Regions from separate parts of the Salmo salar genome. Here region 1 is linked to region 2. A link is a contact called in public Hi-C data. All regions are on one chromosome and are shown on one strand. The core of a region is the stretch at or near the end of the contact, and the rest is flanking DNA. Distances in the headings are between cores, read along the strand shown.

Evidence for each region. A called contact is a pair of places that touch in the nucleus more often than the background predicts.
Region 1: a contact with region 2 is called in a Hi-C map of muscle, with 2.9 times the contacts expected there. The contact joins the promoter of LOC106569692 here to the enhancer-like site in region 2. A contact is called at or near these places in 2 of 3 Hi-C or Micro-C datasets (gill and muscle).

What each region holds. Positions count from the first base shown.
Region 1 is chrssa14:39,699,496-39,705,407 of Ssal_v3.1, forward strand. It overlaps LOC106569692 (myomegalin), which reads left to right and starts at 4,126. Exons shown (of 45, transcript XM_045694367.1): 1 at 4,126-4,379. The coding sequence starts at 4,333.
Region 2 is chrssa14:39,442,863-39,449,034 of Ssal_v3.1, forward strand. It overlaps slc25a42 (solute carrier family 25 member 42), which reads left to right. Exons shown (of 8, transcript XM_045694357.1): 8 at 2,369-4,078. The coding sequence ends at 2,694. Among protein-coding and RNA genes, the nearest start is that of LOC106569685, 55 kb to the right of the region's middle. Within about 2 kb of position 3,864, at least 1 of the 13 cell types and tissues checked has an H3K27ac peak or open chromatin away from gene starts, as enhancers often do. A contact at or near this core is called in muscle, where this site is marked.

The DNA of each region.
Region 1 (5,912 bases), core at 2,876-5,375, 260 kb after region 2:
CCACCTTACTGTGATTACCTGCAACACCCATTACCTTCCCTGATCCACCTCACTGTGATTACCTGCAACACCCATCACCTCCCCTGATCCACCTCACTGTGATTACCTGCAACACCCATCACCTCCCCTGATCCACCTCACTGTGATTACCTACAACACCCATCATCTCCCCAGATCCACCTCACCGAGCTTACCTGCAACACCCATCACTTCCTACCTCGCTGTGCTTACCTGAAACACCCGTCAATGTATTAACACCTGGCCCGTGGCTCTCACTTCCCTCCCCTCGCTCTTTATCCCTCCCTCCCCCACTCCCCCTCTCCCCCTCCGAAAGTATTCAGACCCTTTCACTTTTTTCACATTTTGTTACGTTACAGCCTTATTCTAAAATGGATTAAATAGTTCCCCCCCTCCCATCAATCTACTCACAATACCCCATAATGAAAACAGGTTTTTAGACATTTTTGCAAATGTATAAACAATTAAAAACTGAAATATCACGTTGACATAAGTATTCAGACCCAATACTCAGTACTTTGTTGAAGCACCTTTGGCAGCGATTACAGCCTTGGGGCTTCTTGGGTATGACGCTACAAGCTTGGCACACCTGTATTTGGGGAGTTTCTCCCATTCTTCTCTGCAGAACCTCTCAAGCTCTGTCAGGTTGGATGGGGAGCGTCGCTGCACAGCTATTTTCAGGTCTCCAAAGATGTTAGATCGGGTTCAAGTCCAGGCTCTGGCTGGGTTACTCAATTCAGAGACTTGTCCCGAAGCCACTCCTGCGTTGTCTTGGCTGTGTACTTAGGGTCGTTGACCTGTTGGAAGGTGATCCTTCGCCCCAGTCTGAGGTCCTGAGCGTTCTGGAGCAAGTTTTCATTAAGGATCTCTCTGTACTTTGCTCCATTCATCTTTCCCTTGATCCTGACCAGTCTCCCAGTCCCTGCTGCTGAGAACATTCCCACAGCATGATTCTGCCACCACCATTATCACGACTCAGGATGTGACCCAGATGCAGACACCGTAGGCGGATAGTACAGTTCTCAGATGATTTATTAACACAGGGCAGGCAAAGGGCAGGTCGAGAGCAGGCAGAGGTTCATGATCAGGTCAGAGTCAGGCAGGAACAGGAACAGGATGGCAGGCAGACTCGGGGTCAGGGCATGCAGAATGGTGAAAACCATGAAAAACTAGTAAACAGAAATAAAGAAACAGGAAAGCGGGAAAGAACGCTGGTAAGACCTGACAAGACAAGACGAACTGGCAACAGACAAACAGAGAACACAGGTATGAATACACAGGGGATAATGGGAAAATGGGCGACACCTGGAAGGGGTAGAGACAAGCACAAAGACAGGTGAAACAGATCAGAGTGTGACAACCATGTTTCACCGTAGGGATGGTATTGGCCAGGTGATGAGCAGTGCCTGGTTTCCTCCAGACGTGACACTTGGCATTCATGCCAAAGAGTTCCATCTAGGTTTCATCATACCAGAGAATGTTGTTTCTCATGATCTGAGGAATCTTTAGGTGCATTTTGGAAAACTCCAAGCTGGCTGTCATGTGCCTTTTATTGAGGAGTGGCTTATGTCTGGCCACTCTACCTTAAAGGCCTGATTGATGGAGTGCTGCAGAGATGGTTGTCCTTCTGGAAGTTTCTCCCATCTCCACAGAGGAACTCTGCCAGAGTGACCATCGGGTTCTTGGTCAATTCCCTGACTAAGGCCCTTCTCCCCCGATTGCTCAGTTTGGCTGGGCGGCCAGCTCTAGGAAGTCTTAGTGGTTCCAAACTTCTTCCATTTAAGAATGATAGAGGCCACTGTGTTCTTGGGGACAAAACATTTTTTGGTATCTTTCCCCAGATCTGTGCCTCGACACAATCGTGTTTCGGAGCTCTACGGACAATTCCTTCAACCTCATGGCTTGATTTTTGCTTTGACATGCACTGTCAACTGTCTGACCTTATATAGACAGGTGTGTGACTTTCCAAATCATGTCCAATCAATTGAATTTACCACAGGTGGACTCCAATCAAGTTGTAGAAACATCTCAAGGATGATCAATGGAAACAGGAGGCACCTGAGCTCAATTTCGAATGTCATAGCAAAGGGTCTGTATATTTATGTAAATAAGGTATTTCTGTTTTTTATTTTTAATAAATTAGCAAACATTTCTAAAAACCTGTTTTTGCTTTGTCATTATGGGGTATTAAATCCATTTTAGAATAAGGCTGTAATGTAACAAAATGTGGAAAAAGTGAAGGGGTCTGAATACTTTCCGAATGCACTGTATTGCAGCTTTAACTGGCTGTCTACTAGTCGCAAAAACAATGATTGTTAGGCATCTTAAACTTCTTCAATTCAACCATTATTGGGGTAAAATACACATATACATTTGTGAACAGCCATCCATAACAACCACAATCCATCCGCAAGGCGCAAAAAGCTAAATGAGAGAGCAACAGTGTGATTAAATCATTGTGCTATGCAGATGTTAATGATAACCGTATCGCCCGTAGGCTACACCACTGCTGTCGTTTTACCTCCAAGTGTTTATTCACATTGGATGCATAATCTTTGGATGCTGAGAGAAGACATAGTTTGGACTGTAGCCTACAAAAGCCTATTACTGCTCTTTTCCAGACATCCATCAAACACATTTGGTGTGTCATCATAATGGTCTCTGACTTGTGGTCAGACTTGCTCAGGTGGAACAAATTTAAACTTGCGTGTTTTTCCTCCGCAAACATCCTTTCTGAACTTAAAAGTAGCCTAATCCTAGAAGTAACCATCTAGTTTTTCAAAAGTATCTGTAATCTGATTACAATATTTTTGCTGGTAAAGTAAGAGATCACAGTTTTTTTTATCAGTTATATGTAACTTACTCCCCAACCCTGCATATCAAAGTTACAATAGAGTGTTGAGGAGGAGTGGGATCTCTGTTATAGTCATTGGCGCAAGTTTTCTCATGTCAATTAACTTGTGATATTCTTGGATTACTCATTATACTAATAAAGTCTTATGTAATCAACAAGATAGTCAGTTTAAAAAACGTTAAGGGTACAAGACTGTGTACATATCTGGCTGTGTTGGCAAAATCCCTACATATCCCATTGTCACAGTTCCAAGCCCAGTCAGAAACGTCTAGCTAACCTTACACCTATGATGCTGGTGGATCTTAAAACTGAGGAAGAAACATTGAAATTATATCCTTCGCCACCGTTGTGGCTATTCAACAAAACAATAAATCATTTTCAAGTTTCTTTCGAAAGAATTTCGTAGTTACATGACTTTAAGCAGTTTTGAAGTTGAGAGTGCAGTATTTATGAAGTATAGCAATGAGAATGAAACGTAGCATAACAGCTCGTTTAGCCGGGGTAAAGTCACCTTGTCCGAGAGAGAATTACACGGTTATCAAAACGTCACGCCAGGGTAAGCCTACACGAAACACAGCCCTTATTTTAAGTGTTTCTAAAATCCTCAATACGAAAAATGAAATGGTGGAAAAACGATTGTAACCATTTCCCTGTTTGACCTCTAGGTTTTATGGGTATTATGACTCATACTGTGATACTCTATACAGTAGCCAAAATAGGTTGAAGGTAAAACAGTCATTGTAAAGCTTATAGTGTCATCTAGTGCCTCTTAGGGAAATTACAACTCATCTACACCCACACTCATTACATTCTGTAGGACCATACATATTACTATGTACCTCAATATCATTTCATGCACACAGTAACACATGTTGGCTATTATGTATTACACACATACATCATTCACATTATCTCAATAACAAAACAGTAAAAATGTAAATTCCATAGTAAACATATTGGACGGTTTGAGATACCCCGTATCTTCTGTATCCTATTTTACCACAGCTACATTCACTTCTCAATTTTTAAGAAAGACATTTGGTCTAAACATTTTGGGAAATTAGGCTAAAGTGCAAAGTCACATAAACATGGCCTTATAGTAGGCTGTATTTACCCATTAAAAAAAGATGTATTCTGATCATTCAGAATTTAGACATTCTATCTAAAACATGAACCTTAGAAACATTCGAGGCAACCGTGCGACTATAGTTGAGCTGGAGGAAGGGTGTGTGGGGGCTGAGGGCGGTGTGTATGACAATACCCAACCGCATCGGTGGCACATTTCAAGGCGCGCATCATCTTGAGGTCCAACCACTTCCAAACGCAGTAATGATTGGGAAACTGACCACCGACAATTTCCCTTTTTATCGGAACCTTTAAATGGACTGATGGCAGCCTTGGCAGGATGATATAAAAAAAACGGGTTACCACGCAAGGTGACCCTTTAACTGACGGAATATATGGATTGGACCTCATCGCCAGGACAGACCTGGGGCGCGTCTGAAAGGTAAAAAACATTGCTCTAGAATGCTGGCTTGAATGATTGAATAGTGGAATGATTGAATAGTCTAATATTATTGTTGGCTGGGTTTTGGAATAAAGGTTTAATTTTCGAGGTGGTGGTTTCACAATTGCAGTGATTATTGAGGGTGAAATCGAAAATATTTACTGGACCTGTGTTCTCCACAATAATTGATGCGAGCGCTTTACATGTAATTAAGGCCTTGCCCTTAACACATACTCAGACTAATTATTAGGTGTTGACAGCTGATTTGCGTCATATCCTCAAAATTCACAAACCGACTATTTCTGGCCTATATATTGGCATCCTTACAAGATGCACGTACCTATTGATATTGTCTTTTGTATAAATAAGAACACCATGTCATAAACTCCGTCGTCCTCTAACTATAGCCTATGTCAATTAGGTCATTAATTACATCGTATGGTTTATTTGGCTAGCTAAAGACGATTGAGGCGGTTTCTATACATTTACTTATCAATACATGGTTTGCTGTTGTACAGATGGTTATACCAATAGGGGGGTATAGAACGGCCTGCTAGTCACGTGACAACCCGATGTGCGCAATGTGTAGCATTTGCATACTACAGCATCCTTTTTATAGTTTCTGCCAATTTGGAACTGGGGTTCTTGATGATGGGCAGCCCAATAAATTCACAAGACGAGAGAGACACAATCAGTGGCAACTGATGAACCAGTTAGGCCCGTATTTTATCTTCAAGGAGGTGTGGAAGAAACAGTGGCATGGCTCCTGTGATGTACTGTAGCCTAATTGTCCGGTTATTTAGAGCACATGCACACAGCCCTGAACATCACAGTTGTTCCTCATTTGGTGAGTCATGGGAGAATCAAAGTGGGCGGTTTTATTATTTAAAATTCATTTAGCGTTTGTAACCCCTATGCTAACAGTAATTTGGGTCTGAGCAGGGCAGGCACCAAGCATAAGCACATACGCAGTCACTTAGGGCTCCCCTCGTAATAGTAGAATATACAAGGTTCAATTTCGAAATTTGGTTGTGCATGGGTGTTTTTTCTCTTGTTATGTCAGTCACTGATTAGCCATGTCAACTAAACATTTTTAGATTGGTAAGTTAGTTTAGCCAGCTATCTAAACTTGTATTAATCTTAGTTTAGCCAGCTATTTAAACTTGTATTAATCATGGACAAATACTGACCGGGCACAAAGGGCATGGGCCCAGGGACCATGATCTCCAGGGGACCCCCGTTGATTTAGGTAGTCACTCTCACTCAGATATCATTAACATGGCATAAATCTTGGCAAAATTGGTAGAATTGCAGGAAATTAGCTGCAAAATATGTCTCTGCCCGATGGCAAAATTAGTAGAATTGCATGAAATGTGTTATAAAATTGCTAAACATCTCTCCACCCCATGGCATAATGTGTAGAATTGCAGAAAGTTTGCTTTAAAACTGCAATATGTTCTCTACTCCCCATGGCAAAATGTGTAGAATTGCAGGAAATTCACTTTAAAACAAAAACATTTCCCTCCACCGTCA
Region 2 (6,172 bases), core at 2,614-5,113:
CCTCTCTCACTCCTCCCTCTCTCACTCCCTCCCTCTCTCACTCCATCCCTCTCTCCCTCTCTCACTCTCTCACTCCCTCCCTCTCTCACTCTCTCACTCACTCCTCCCTCTCTCACTCCATCTCTCCCCCTCTCCCTCCATCTCTCCCTCCATCTCTCACCCTCTCCCTCCCACTCACCCTCTCCCTCCCTCCATCTCTCCCTCCCTCCATCTCTCCCTCCCTCTCTCACCCTCTCCCACCCTCCCTCTCTCCCTCCCTCCTCCCTCCATCTCTCACTCCCTCCCTCTATCTTCCTCCCTCTCTCACCCTCTCTCCCTCCCTCCTCTCCCTCTCTCACTCCCTCTCTCCCTCCTCCCTCCTCCCTCCCTCTCTCCTCCCTCCCTCTCTCCCTCCCTCTCTCTCACTCCTCCCTCTCTCTCTCACTCCCTCCCTCCATCTCTCACTCCATCTCTCACTCCATCTCCCTCACCTCTCTCACTCTCTCACTCTCTCACTCTCTCACTCCCTCCCTCTCTCACTCCCTCCCTCTCTCACTCTCTCACTCCCTCCCTCTCTCACTCCCTCTCTCACTCCCTCTCTCACTCCCTCTCTCACTCCCTCCCTCTCTCACTCCATCTCTCACTCCCTCCCTCCCTCCTCCATCTCTCACTCCCTCCCTCCATCTCTCACTCCCTCCCTCCTTCCCTCACTCCCTCCCTCCTTCTCTCACTCCCTCCTCCTTCCCTCACTCCCTCCCTCCATCTCACTCCCTCCCTCCCTCCCTCCATCTCACTCCCTCCATCTCACTCCCTCACTCCCTCACTCTCTCACTCACTCCCTCACTCACTCCCTCCCTCTCTCACTCCCTCCCTCCCTCCATCACTCACTCCCTCCCTCCCTCCATCTCTCACTCCCTCCATCTCTCACTCCCTCACTCCCTCCCTCCCTCCTTCACTCCCTCCATCTCTCACTCCCTCCCTCTATCTTCCTCCCTCATCTTCTCCTCTCTCTCCCTCTCTCACCCTCTCACCCTCTCTCCCTCCCTCCCTCTCTCACTCCCTCCCTCCCTCTCTCCCTCACTCCATCTCTCACTCCATCTCCCTCACTCTCTCTCACTCTCTCACTCTCTCACTCTCTCACTCTCTCACTCCCTCCCTCTCTCACTCTCTCACTCCCTCCCTCTCTCACTCCCTCTCTCACTCCCTCTCTCACTCCCTCCCTCTCTCACTCCCTCCCTCTCTCACTCCATCTCTCACTCACTCCCTCCCTCCATCTCTCACTCCCTCCCTCCCTCCATCTCTCACTCCCTCCCTCCTTCCCTCACTCCCTCCCTCCTTCTCTCACTCCCTCCCTCCTTCCCTCACTCCCTCCCTCTCTCACTCACTCCCTCCATCTCTCACTCCATCTCTCACTCCATCTCCCTCACTTTCTCTCACTCCCTCCCTCTCTCACTCTCTCACTCCCTCCTCTCTCACTCCTCCCTCTCTCACTCCCTCTCTCACTCCCTCTCTCACTCCTCCCTCTCTCACTCCCTCCCTCTCTCACTCCATCTCTCACTCACTCCCTCCCTCCATCTCTCACTCCCTCCCTCCCTCCATCTCTCACTCCCTCCCTCCATCTCTCACTCCCTCCCTCCTTCCCTCACTCCCTCCCTCCTTCTCTCACTCCCTCCCTCCTTCCCTCACTCCCTCCCTCCATCTCACTCCCTCCCTCCCTCCCTCCCTCCATCTCACTCCCTCCATCTCACTCCCTCACTCCTCACTCTCTCACTCACTCCCTCTCTCACTCCCTCCCTCTCTCACTCACTCACTCCCTCCCTCTCTCACTCCCTCCTCCCTCCATCACTCACTCCCTCCCTCCCTCCATCTCTCACTCCCTCCATCTCTCACTCCCTCACTCCCTCCCTCCCTCCTTCACTCCCTCCATCTCTCACTCCCTCCCTCCCTCCTTCCCTCCCTCCTCCATCTCTCACTCCTTCCTCCCTCCTTCCTCCTTCCTCCATCTCACTCCCTCCCTCCATCTCACTCCCTCCCTCCATCTCACTCCCTCCCTCCCTTCCTCCATCTCACTCCCTCCCTCCCTCCCTCCATCTCACTCCTCACTCCTCCTCCTCCTCCCTCCATCTCCCCTCACTCCCTCTCTCCCTCCATCTCTCACCCTCTCTCCCTCCATCTCTCACCCTCTCTCCCTCCATCTCTCTCCCTCCATCTCTCTCCCTCCATCTCTCTCCCTCCATCTCTCACCCTCTCTCTCCCTCCATCTCTCACCCTCTCTCTCCCTCCATCTCTCACCCTCTCTCTCACCCTCCATCTCTCACCCTCCATCTCTCACCCTCCATCTCTCACTCACTCACTCACTCACTCACTCACTCCCTCCATCTCTCTCCAGAGCGGAGCGGTCGCCCCCAGCCCTACTCGTACGAGAGGTTGGTGTTCGGGGCATGCGCAGGTCTCCTGGGCCAATCGGCCTCCTACCCGTTGGATGTGGTGCGGCGGCGCATGCAGACGGCGGGCGTGACGGGGCACACCTACGGCACCATCCTGGGTACCATGCGGGACATCGTGGCGGAGGAGGGCGTGGTGCGTGGCCTCTACAAGGGCCTCAGTATGAACTGGGTCAAAGGGCCCATCGCTGTGGGCATCAGCTTCACCACCTTTGACATGACACAGATCCTTCTGAAGAAGTTGTACCAGCTGAGGTATAATAACAGGTAACCAGTAGGGAGAGACTGGTGGAGAGATGGAGAAGGCAACGGCCAGGGAGTGAAGACCATAGATAATAGCAGGACAGTCGCTCTATGAGAACCTCAGCACAAACGACGTGAAGGCCAGGATGAGAAAAAAAAACGTTGTCGCTTTCTAAGGTCAAGGCATGATGGATTGGGGAATGTGTGATTGAGTGATCCAGGTCAGCACTGTGGACACACACACACACACACACACACACACAGTGTGTGCAATGAATGTCTTCAACTTTGTGTATGTACATGGAGGCATGAAGTCTCATAAGAGGTACATTGGGTGGATCATAATATACACTGTCATCCTGTACATCGTGTTCAGGTGCAATATGTTCAGTTATTCAAAATGCACAATGATCTGCATATGTAAAGGTCTAGGTTACCTGTGTGTGTGTGTGAGAGACTGTGTGTGTGACTGTGACAGACAACGCACACCTTCCGGGTGTCTCCCTTGCCTTGCGTCCCTACTTGAAGAGGGGATCTTCCAACAGTCTGGATCAGATGAGTTGTTCCTATCTATCTCCTTCCACATGAGTTGGATTTGTCTTTTATCAAACCACAATGTACCCCCATGAGATTTAGTTTTGTTTGGTTGATGATTTTTGTTTAATGAGTTATACCAAAGTATATACAAGAGGGGCATTGTAATTAATAATGATTTATGACTAGAGAAGATTGATATTAATAACATATTTTCTTTGGTACAGTGAAGTTCTCACAAGAAATATACACAGTGTACAAAACATGTCCATGACATAAACTGACCAGGTGAATCCAGGTGAAAGCTATGATCCCTTGATGTCACCTGTTAAATCCACTTCAATCAGTGTAGACAAAGGGGAGGTGACAGGTTAAAGAAGGATTTTTAAGCCTTGAGACAATTGAGACATGGATTGTATATGTGTGCCATTCAGAGGGTGAATGGACAAGACAAAATATTTAAGTGCCTTTGAACAGGGTATGGTAGTAGGTGCCAGGTGCACCAGTTTGTGTCAAGAACTGCAACGCTGTTGAGTTTTTCGCACTCAAGTTTCCTGTGTGTATCAAGAACGGTCCACCACCCAAAAAGACATCCTGCCAACTTGACACAACTGTGAAAAGCATTGGAATCAACATGGGTCAGCCTCCCTGTGGAACGCTTTCAACACCTTGTAGAGTCCATGCCTTGGACAAATTGAGGCTGTTCTGAGGGCAGAAGGGGGTGCAACATAATATTGGGGAGGTGAACCTAATATTTTGTACACTCGGAGTGCAATGAATACAGTGAGTGACAATACACAGCTGTTTTTTCACTGACCTACTAACCTGCAGAAAATGAGTTGAACTAACTGACATATATGGGTTAACCTAACAGCCAATAGAATGTTTCTCAGCAGTCTGTCAGTGTAACACGTCCACAGTACTAAAACAGGCCACTGGTATATATTTTAATAGTGTCCAGTTCTATCTTTAGCCTGGCTACAGGCTTGACTGGCTGGCTGGCTGCCTGGGGCTCTGCCTTGTCAGCAGTAGGGAGGACAGCTGGGGGGGTTGTATATTGAGCTAAGTGGAGTGATATAGGGTCGGGGTGATGTGGTGCTGGTAGGGGGGTGACGTGATGCTGGGAGGGGGGTGACGTGATGCTGGGAGGGGGGTGGCGTGATGCTGGGAGGGGGGCTGACGTGGTGTTGGGAGGGGGGTGATGTGATGCTGGGAGGGGGGTGACGTGCTGGGAGAGGGGGTGACGTGGTACTGGTAGGGGAGTGACGTGATGCTGGGAGAGGGGGGTGACGTGGTGCTGGGAGGGGGGGTGACGTGGTGCTGGGAGGGGGGGTGACGTGGTGCTGGGAGGGGGGGTGACGTGGTGCTGGGAGGGGGGCTGACGTGGTGCTGGGAGGGGGGGGGTGACGTGGTGCTGGGAGGGGGGGTGACGTAGAGGCGGGGGGATGTAGGGGTGGGACTTGATAAAGAAGGATTAAGTTTGGTCGGAGTGTCTGGCATCTTAAGTTTGCTCCTCTGAGTTGCCCCAGCACTCCCTGATTCTGCTTCTATAGGACCACTGCGTACTGGCTATCATTTCTGTTCAGAAATATGAATTTTTAAATAAGATTTATCCGGATTGACATCTGCATCTTATTAGTCATTGCAGCACTATTATTAAAAACACACCTCATAACGTTCAGGTGATGTCATTCAGTGCACGTTTTGATAAAGCACAAGCCTTCCTAGTAGTCCACTCAGAGAGCGGTCTGAGTGAAAGCCAGCTGTACAGTGCCCCTCCAGTATCTGGATTGGGGAGTGCTATCCCACAGCTACCCCATAAAAGGAAACCCCTCCAATAAAATGAGACAGACTTCCCTCCTCTACTCTGTACAGCTTTTCTGGGTGTGGTGTTCTGTGGCGCTTGCACTCTCTTAGTCTTCACAACACAGTTGGTTGCACTAGTGTCCTGTATACCTTTTACAGCTACTGTCTGCCTGCTCCCGGTTCAAGTTGGCCCTTAGGCACAGATCCAGGATCAGCTTAACTTCTCAAATTCTAACCATCATTTTCAGCGGGAGCTAATGTAAAACTGACCCTAGATCTGTGTGCATTCATCGTTCTACCTTTCAGCCTACCCAGGCCGACTGAGGTTTTGTTGTGTGTGCTGTGCTCTATTATAGTAAGTGCGCTTGGTTGCAAAATGTGATATGTGACTAAGTCCCAGCTCTTGTTACTGATTATTTGAAGTGCCTAAGAGAGGAGTAGTAACTGTTTTACAATGACTGATATACTGCGTCGCTAACTTTTTGTGGGTTGCTTCCTTTTTCTCGTCAGGCCTGTGTTTTTCATATATCAGATGTTTATAATAAAATAGAGGAGGAAAATTGATGAGTAGCTTTGGAGTTCAGGGGTCAAACTTCTAAGTATGAATGTAGAGCTTTTGGCCCTGCTCCAATACGAAGGAGGTATTCATCCAGGATCATTCTCTCGCGTTGTACCAATACTTCTCAACGATGATGGTCACAATTGAGTACCTAACACAATTACAAATGATCTCTCGAACTCTCTCCCTTGCTACTTGTGGATTCCCCATTGGGAGTCCTCCTAAAAAGTACACTAATGTATCCTATTAGCACCTTCAAAACAGTTGCATTGACGAAATGATCAGTGAACCAGAAACCCCTTGAACAGTCAAGCAGTGTCCAAGCGCCATTGGTTTGGATTGTTTTCTGAGTCAAGATTTATAAAATGAATGCACAAGTTGTTTTTGAGATTGAGTTTGATGTGGCCTACAGCAAGACTGAATAATCAAACAGATTCTCAATTCAAGTGAACTCTATTCTGAAAGATGTGTGTGTGCTTTTTATGAATCAGGAGGGATTTATATGTACCTAATGCAGATTAAAAAAATGGAAGCAAAAATATTTTTAGCCCATCTCTTGCTGAGACAATACTTACAGACCTGCAAACAGTATTCATGCATGTGACTG